2 separate regions of the Mus musculus genome follow, and region 1 is linked to region 2. The links are chromatin contacts, called in public HiChIP or PLAC-seq maps. All regions are on one chromosome and are shown on one strand. Each heading gives the region's core, a stretch centred on a gene start, on an enhancer-like site or on the middle of the called end of the contact. The rest is flanking DNA. Distances are from core to core; before and after follow the strand shown.

What was found. HiChIP or PLAC-seq counts read pairs in DNA pulled down with a chosen protein or histone mark.
Region 1: a contact with region 2 is called in a FOXA1 HiChIP or PLAC-seq map of pancreatic cancer cells. The contact joins the enhancer-like site here to the promoter of Mcrip1 in region 2. A contact is called at or near these places in 10 of 39 promoter capture datasets (3T3-L1-derived adipocytes, the C10 cell line, the SN4741 cell line and 5 more), 7 of 115 datasets of contacts at active chromatin or transcription factors (the SCID.adh cell line, embryonic stem cells, microglia and 4 more) and 3 of 9 other capture datasets (adipose tissue, liver and pancreatic islet).

What each region holds. Positions count from the first base shown.
Region 1 is chr11:120,696,159-120,700,872 of GRCm38.p6, reverse strand. The region is part of intron 7 of Aspscr1 (alveolar soft part sarcoma chromosome region, candidate 1 (human)); the gene reads right to left. Among named protein-coding and RNA genes, the nearest start is that of Cenpx, 15 kb to the left of the region's middle. Within about 2 kb of position 2,997, at least 104 of the 459 cell types and tissues checked have an H3K27ac peak or open chromatin away from gene starts, as enhancers often do. A contact at or near this core is called in the SN4741 cell line, adipose tissue and pancreatic cancer cells, where this site is marked.
Region 2 is chr11:120,548,405-120,552,656 of GRCm38.p6, reverse strand. It overlaps Mcrip1 (MAPK regulated corepressor interacting protein 1), which reads left to right and starts at 2,930. Exons shown (of 5, transcript NM_001033231.4): 1 at 2,930-3,000. Ppp1r27 (protein phosphatase 1, regulatory subunit 27) reads left to right here and starts at 1,525. Exons shown (of 3, transcript NM_026814.3): 1 at 1,525-1,793; 2 at 1,895-2,045; 3 at 2,328-2,682. The coding sequence starts at 1,604. The coding sequence ends at 2,451.

The sequences.
Region 1 (4,714 bases), core at 1,748-4,247, 150 kb before region 2:
CTCAAGTCCAGGAAGTCAACTTGGGGAGCTGCACCCCTGTTCCTGGAGGCCACGTCAGGGGTTCCAGAAAGGAGAAACAGTGGAAGCCACCAAATTAGAGTGTTGGCAAAAACCCCAGTCAGCTGCCCCTACTGCCCTCTCACAGTCACAGCCCCAAAGCCAGGCTGACTCCACCTCTCCCTCCCTGGGGAGCAAGCTGGCCTTCCCTCTGCCCACCCAGGGACAGAGGAAGGGACAGCGTCACTCCTAATTGGCATCAATGGCAATGAAAATTACAAGGCAGACCCAGTCCATTTGCGGTACCCAGGAGGGAGGGATACCTCCTCTGTGCTGGGGCCACCCCATGGAGCCAGGCCTGACCAAGGTGCCAGTTGGGCTGGCAGAACCCATGTTGGGTCCTGTTCTGCAGACAAAACAGCTGTAATACCACAAGCCAAGCCCTGCAATGCTGACAACTTGGGGACAGGTTGTCTGGCTCTAAGAACAAGCTTCCCCTTGCCCTCCAGCAGCCTTCCACAAGTCAGGGCCAAGCTGCAGTGCCATCATTCTGAAGACGTCTTCAGGCTCAGGGAGGCTGACCCTTGCCTGGACAAGGTACTCGCCCTCGGTACTCCCACACTGGCTGTACTCTGATGCATACCTGTCTCAGATGTCTCCCTGGAAGTCCCTTCACTTGCCCCTGTCCATGGACACCATATCCCTACAATCTACTGAGCTTCACTATACTGCTCTAACCATGGAGCCCATCTGACCTTGGGCTACATGGCTAGGAAAGGCTGGCTCAGGCCTGGGCAGGGGCCATGGGTGGCTAACCGTGGACCCAGGGGGCTGCCCCCTTCAAAGCCACAGCCACAGAACAGCCACCATAGGCAGTCTGCCCCAGAGCTAGGCTGCCCCCGTAGCCACAGTGCCTACATTCCAGCGGGGCCATGAGCCTGCCCAGGCTCTAGTGAGAAGGCAGAATGTAACACGTCCTGAACTCTAAGCAACAGTCTCCGTGGACAGCCAGGCCAGGCCAAGCGGTGGCAATCTGGGATCTGAAAGCGCATGTAGCCTCAGGCACTCAGGCTCAAAAACCAGAGGAACTCAGGCAGACTCTCTTGCTGTCAGTTCAGGAACCTTCCTAAGGAACAGCATCAGGGAGGATGGTGGCTTGCTAGCTGCTTCCATGGGTACCTTTCATTGTTTGGGACACCTTCATGTTCTACTCAGGAAAACTGTCTACCACAAAGCCCCAGGAGCCCCGAGACCAGAAGGATAGGACACAGAGCCTACTCAGGACAGTTGTGCTGCAAGAGAGATGCACTAAGGTAAAAGGGTCTACTGGAACCTCCTGGCAAAGATCAGGCCAAGTGAGCTGCTACAGAGGGTCCAAGGCTCCAGAATCTTCCATGACACCTTGCAAGGCCTGCAGCTAGCCGACCGGAGGCATCACACTGCCACCAGGAGCAGCGGGGGAAGCCAGGGAACTCAGAGTGAAGAAGCTCCACCAGCCTCACAGTCTTCCCTCACAGCTTCCATCCAGGGCCACCGGACAGGGAGGGGCTGCAGCAGGGCAGTCAGCAGTGCAGAGGCCACACAGCTGTCCCCCAGCCATGCCTGCCTCTGTTTACTCAGGATGCTCTCTCTGCCAGAGCCTGGCTCCCATCTGCCATCCCGACAGTCTTACACACGACTCCCACCCTAGGTACTTATGGAGATGTTTCTGGATACAGAGCTCATATCTGGAGATGAGACATGAGGACAAAGAGAAGACACAGGAACAGTTGTGAGGGACAGTCAAGCCTGACAAGCCAGAGAGACAGCCAGAGCACCACTGGTACCTGAAGGAGAGAAAAGCCTGTCCTGCCATTCCTCCAACAGAAAACGGTTGGAACCCAAGACAACGTCCTAGAACCCTCCTGTGCTGTGGGAGGACACAAAAGGCTAAGCCACTGGGCTGAGGCTGCGAAGCTCAAGGGCTCCTAGGAAGCACAATGAGAAGCCTGGGCAAGAGACTCCCAAGGACAAGCCAGTTCCGTCAGAATAGGGGCTCAGGGTGAAGGGCATCTTAAAGAGCCTTTCCCCAGGAGGCCCATGCATGTCAGGCCCAAATCCTCAAAATAAGCCTACAGGGTCAGGGCATATGACAGTTGGTATGCGACTACTGAGAGAGTGCCTTAGGAAGAGCTGGCATAAAAGTGTACAGGTAAAGGTGGGTGGCCTGTCTTCCCTACCTGTGGGGCTGTGATGGACTGACACTGGGGTGAAAGAGCCCTTACTAAAGCCTGCACAGGGCTCTGACTCCAGGGAACCTAGGAACACAACAGATTCCGAGTCCTGGCTAGCAGTGAGGATCTTGCACTCTGACCAGAAAAGAGGCAAGGGGAGCAGGAAACAGCCAGGAAGAGCTGACCGGGACAGAAAGCAGTAGTCTCCCATATCCCACGTCCATAAATTCCACCACATCTGACCCCAGGCAATTGAGAACTAGGGCACAGGAGGCACGTAGAACAGCGCCCCTGCGAGGCAGGTGGGCGCCGCTGTAAGCAATCTCCAGGCTGGAGCCACCCCAGGGTGAGTGGGAAGTAGAGGTTAAAGAATCACTCCAAGCAGAGAAGGAAGAGAACTCCATGAAGCCTGGCCTGGCCAGCCCCGCAGGGCCTTGTGGCCGCAGGATTGCCCTACTCATATCAGAAATGGGCCTGCTTGAGTTTCCTCTTTTGACAGTGATTTTCCAGGACAAGATGACAGATGAAGAAAACATGAGAACACTCTTCAGAGGTGACCTCAATCTCAGAGTTTCCAGCTTCCCCATCGACACCCGCCTGCTCCCTTTGCTTGCGGCGCTGACAAGGGCTTTGGTGAGGGGAATGTGAAGCGTTTCCCCTGAGGCTTTGAGCTTACATGAATCACTACAAGAGGGATGCAGGCCAAACCTCCTGTTACTCACAGGGCTCAGCCACCCTTGGAAGGGAGGGCAGGAGGGGGGGAGGCGCCTGAGCACATGGACACCATCAAACGCCCTGGACAGCACAGCAGGACACAGTTGTGCCAGACTGACTCAGGCTTGGGGCAGCTCAGAGCAGCGCTGCTCCTTTCTAAGATACCTACCTCCACGGAGCGCCACCCCAGCACACTAACACACCCACTCCTAGGCAGGTTCCCATTTTCATGTCTATTGTTCCTCACTGTTTGGCTTCTCTACTGTGGATATAAATTATTCCTTCTCAAAAAAGTGACCAAAGCCTTTTTTAAAAGAAGAGAGCACAGCCAGGCATGGTGCACACCTTTAATTCCAGCACTCTGGAGGCAGAGACGGGTGAATATCTAAGTTTGAGGCCAGCCTGGTCTATAGAGCAAGTTCCGGACAACCAAGGTATGAGGAAAACCCCGCTCTTAGAGAAAAAACAACTCGGGAGGCAGAGGCAGGTGGATTTCTGAGTTCGAGGCCAGCCTGGTCTACAGAGTGAGTTTCAGGACAGCCAGGGCTATACAGGGAAACCCTGTCTCAAAAACAAAACAACAACAACAACACAAACAAACAAATAAACCAATAGAGTGCAATGGCACCCCTCGGCCGCAGCAGTGGTACGTGAACATCTGGTGCACTGCTGCGAAGCATCACAGGCACACCTCTCACCTCCCTAAACGTAACGGCTACACCAGGGATGGGATGGCAGGGCCTGGCCAGGCTGGCAGCTGCTCCTGAGTGCTCAGGAAAGATAAACCTCTACGTTGGGTCTAGTGGTAATCCTAGCACTCGGGAAGCAAAAGCAGAGGACCTCTCTGAGTCAAGGCGACCTGCTCTACATAGTAAGTTCCAGGCCAACCAAGGCCACGTAAAAGTTTAAAAGTCAAAACAAACAATAAAGGATAAATATTCAAGACAGGACAGAACACTGGACACTTTCACAGTACAAACTGGGAGCCCAGGTGAGGTGGAACAAGTTGGGGTCCTTGCACTACAACACCTGCCTAATGAGCAGGAGGCCCTGGAGTCTCTCAGTGAAGCCTCAGCACCTGCCAAAACAACCAGAAAGGAACTCGGAGGGAGAGCACAGCACGCACTGCTCTTACAGAAAACTCAAGTGCATTCTCCAGAACTCACAACCTCCTGGAACCCCAGCTCCACAGACCCAACGCCCTCTTCTGGCATGTGTGGGTACTGCACTGATGTACACATACCTACACAGTTATACACGTATACATATTATTGAAAATAGAGATAACATGGTAACACGTGCCTATAATTCCAGCACTCAGGAGGTAGAGACAAGTAGATCTCTGTGAGTTTGATACTAGCTTTGTCTACGTAGCAAGTTCCAGGCCAGCCAAGGCTCCATAGTAAGACCCTAGTCCCAAAACAAGCAAGCAAGCAAGCAAACAAGCAAGCAAGCGAACAAATAAATACAAATAAAAAACTTTAAAACAAAACAAACAAAAGACCAGACACTCAGTTGGCCACTGCAAAGCCGCAGTAGACTTTCCAATGAAGGAGTGGCCTGTAGCTCTCAAAAGTGAACTTGGTCCTCAGAGCCTGAGGCTATCCATAAACACCCAAGCACAGCAGGCCCACAGCTAGCCTCTGAAGAAAGATAACAGAAACAGAGACCCCTAGGGCAGAGTAGAGCAAACAGAATCACAGCATCCCCATGGGCATAAGAAGACTCCAGTCATCACAGACACCTGTCACCCTGCTGTGCCCTGCCCTGCTCCACATTCAGTGGTCCAG
Region 2 (4,252 bases), core at 1,681-4,180:
TGGTCTCAAACTGAGATCTGCCTGCCTCTGCTTTCTGAGTGCTGGGATTAAATAAAGGTGTGCAACACTGTGCCTGGCTGCTCTTGATACTTTTCAATGTGACTGTTTGGGTAATAGGATAAGGTCATATTGTAGTGCACTGTGCCCTAAATCTTTGTAAGAACATTTATGCCTTTGTAAGGAGCTATCTGAGCCAGATGTGACAGCACAGGCCTGTAATTCTAGCACAATTTTGAGGAGCCTGAGGGAGAATTCTGAGTTCAGGACTGGCCAACCTGGAAAACAACTACCTTCCCTGGGGGTGGGGGGAAATAAAAAAAGTAATGGGGTAACTGACTGTGGTAGTGCACCCTCGTAAACTCGCAGGTGGTAACTGAGGGCAGGATGCTCAGGAGTTTGCCTGAGTTACAAAGAAAAGTGTATGTGTGGGGGCATAGGATTTGGACACAGGCGTAGACAGCAGCGTTAGATATGAATGGAGGGATTGTGTGATACTTTTAGAAGCCAAAGAACACCAAGGACTGAGGCTGGTAAACTCTGGTAAGCTTGGTGCAAAGGCTCCCTCAGAACCTCAGAAGGAGCCCTTCCTGGTATGAGGCTGCCAGCCACTGCAACCATGAGGGTTTAAGTTCTGGCTTAACCCAATCTGCAGAGTCCACCATTAGCATTCAGGGATGCAGGGGAAGCTGTTGAGTTGGGAGCTATCTGTAGCTCCACAGCCAAGCTTCTGGGCTCCTCTGGCCCAACTCTGTTCTTGCATTCTGTCTACCTGGTAGTCTCATACCCCCAAGCCAAGCATCGCCTGACACCACAGTTGAACCTGTTGTAAAAGCAAGACAGCTGGCAAAGAAGCTGCAGGAAGCTTTGTATGGGGTCCTTCCCTTTCTTCACCCATAATGGAAACCATCCCCTGACTCTTAGGATCAGACTGGATATCTTCAACATGAGTCCATAGGCTGTCCAGAAAACAGAGGCAGTATGTGTGTGTGCTGGGTGAGTCCCATAGGACTAGTAGTGTTGATCTGTCTGTAGAGTTGAGATGTCAGTATGATGCACCCTAAAGGCAGTTTTGGGAATCTACTCTTGGAGAGGTGAGAGTGACACATTGGGAAATGGACAGGGCTGTGACCTCCTAAATGACAATGGATTGGTGCTCTTCAGATGGGGAGGGAGCTCAGCTCCCAGTAGGTAGACAGGTGATCCATCATCCTTTAAGCTTAGACCCTCTTGATGCCCTTGAGCTCACATCCACAGCTTTCTTCATGGACTCTCTCCTAGTCCTTCTGTCCTCTATAAGGCACCTTCTAGGTCCAGCTGCGGAGAGGGAGTAGTAGCCAGGAAGGATCTGACCCCTTTGGCCGGACATAGTGACAGGTGTGCTGAAAGATGAGCCACTAAACATGATCCTGTGCTCAGGGAGCGCGGAGCAGCTCAGTTTCAGCCCCTCGCGTCTGCAAGCATGACTGCGTGGCTTTATATAGCCTCGCAAGCCCTTTATAAGCTGGAATCGAGGTTCTGTCGAGCAGGAGAGCTTACACAGATCTGGTCTGGTAGGGACACTTTCTCACTCATACCCACAGAGATAGCCCACCTCAATCCCAGGATGCCCAGCCGAACGGTCCGCTATGCTCGCTACAGCCCCCGACAGCGGAGGCGGCGGATGTTGGCCGATCGGAGCGTGCGCTTCCCTAACGATGTTCTCTTCTTGGACCACATTCGACAAGGCGACCTGGAGCAGGTGGGACGCTTTATCCGGGCTCGGAAAGTCTCCCTAGACACTATCCATCCCTCAGGTGAGTAGATAACTGAGAGTCTGGCCTTCTGTCCATAAGGAGGCAGGGGAGATCCTCTTCTGAGGGTTACAGCTTTGACCCTGTGTTCCCACCCTGCCCAGGACTGGCTGCTCTGCATGAAGCTGTGCTCTCTGGAAACCTAGAGTGTGTGAAGTTGCTAGTCAAATACGGGGCTGACATTCACCAGCGGGATGAGACAGGCTGGACACCACTGCACATCGCTTGCAGTGATGGGTACCCTGACATAGCCAGGTGAGACTATGGAATGTGGTTCAGAGGTTTCATCCTAATCTCTCCAGGTGGACCCCCCCAAAATATGGCTCTGAGGATGTAGGCATCAACTCAGGGATTCTGGCAGTTTCTACCCGATTGCAACATTAGAGCAAGCCGGAAAATCTGGCCACAGCTTCCAAGGGGTCAGGTTTCTTCCTCCTCACTCTGCCTGGAAAAAACAAACAGGTGACCCCAATATTCTAGCCTTTTGGCCCCGGAGTGGGCTGAGTAGGCTTTAACCACCTGCCCTTCACACCTCAGGTATCTCATCTCTTTGGGGGCAGACAGAGATGCAGCCAATGATGATGGCGATCTGCCCTCCGACCTTATTGACCCGGACTTCAAAGACTTGGTGGAACTCTTCAAAGGAACCAGCATGGACTGAGCCAGGAGAGCCCTTTGGGGCTTGCGCCTCCTTGGAGAAGTGGCAAGCACCTTGCCCCAAGGACTAGAGTGCCCACTGGATGTGCAGTGAGGCAGCCAGGCTGGTTAGGACTTGTGGGGAACGACCCTCTTGCCCCTATACCCATTTCTCTGGCCTGGCTTTTTCTCCAGGTTTGTTTGTTTTTTAATGGTGATACTTTTTACTTTTTCAATAAACATAATTCCCAAGCTGTGATGATGACTTGATTAGCGCAGTCCAGTACAAAACCATCGCCAGGTACGCGGGGGCTCGCTGGCAGCGCAGGGCCGGGGAAATGCGTGTCCGGGGCCGGTGCGCCGATGTTCTTGTTCAGAGATGCCCGGCAACCCCTCCCTTCCCCCGACACCCACCCGTGTTTCCGGGACGACCTCGCGCGCCTCCGACCTCGCCGCACTCCGTTCGCCAGCGATCACGTGGCCCGCGCCGTTTGCGCCTGCGCGCCGCGTCACTTCCGGCCGGCCCACTGGAAGCGGCGGCGGCGGCGGCAGCGGCGGCGGCGAGGAGGGCGAGGTGAGGAAGGCGCGGCGCGGAGGCACGGCGGGGCGGGGCGCTGCAGGCTCCGTGGGACCTTGGCCGCCCCGCCCCGCCCCGCCCTGGTGTCGCTGGGTCGCCTGGCCTGAGCGGGGAGAGACAAGGCCGGTGTCTCCACGGAGTGCGGACGTGGCGGCCGCCCCCCCACCTCCCCGGGAACCGACGCCCGCGGTCCCGGGGCAGCCTCTGAGGGCGCTCCCTGCTTTTGAGCTGCGCAGGCCAGCCTCCCCAAACCGCGCCGGTGTCCTTGCCGGCTACCTGCCCTGCCCACATCCCAGTTGTCCTGATGCAGTGGCTCTGCGCAAGCCCGGGGCCTGTCTGTGGGCAAGCTGGACATGCTGGTGGCCGGAAGTATCGTACCCTGTTGACAAAAGCAGCCCAGATCCTGGGGTGGTCGTCCGAGATAAAATGGTCTTCCCTCTGGACGCCATGTTTCAAACACAGGGCAGGCTCAAGCAAAGGCCCCCAGTGAGTTGAGATCAGCTGGTGGATTTCTGGGGAGTGTCCAGGACGTTTAGACAGCGATGTGACAGGAGTGCAACGAGAGCCAGGTCCTTCAGGAGAAGGAGTCTGGGTTTGGGTCCATTTAGGGAATATCTAATAGTTTGCTAGTCCCGGGAAAGAATAGGATACACGTTCTAGGTCTGATGACCTGCCACTGTCATCTGGAAGCAGGCCCGAGCTGTCACAGCACTGTGGCTCCTGCTTGGCTGGTCAGTCGCTATAAGCCTCACAATTTGAAGCAGGGAGTGGTGGCACACACCTGTCATGCCAACTCTTTGTGTGGTGGAATCAGAAGGATCAGAAATGTAAGACTAGCCAGGGCTACATGAGACCTTTTTTCTAAAAGGGGTGGGAAGAGGAAAGAAGGAAACAACAACATTTGGATAGTAGACGTTTCAGAAGAACAGAGTGACCAGCCATTGCACCATTGATTGTAGTGAGGGACCACTCGCATTGTCACTGTGGTGGGTAGCAAAGTGTGACCATTTAGCATCATGTGCCTGGCATATTGGATGTATTTAGAAGAGTTGATGTGGTCCTGGATCTGTCCCCCTACCCTGCCTTCCAAAGCCCTGGGTCCTATAGAAGTGGAGAGTTCTATAGAGAATAAACCCATTCCGGATCTCTCCCAGTAGAGGGGCTGTGAGCAGACCCACACGGGTGTCACTGGGAAGCAGCATTTCAGAGAGTTTAGGAACCTGATGTAGGATGCAGACAGGAGCTGAGG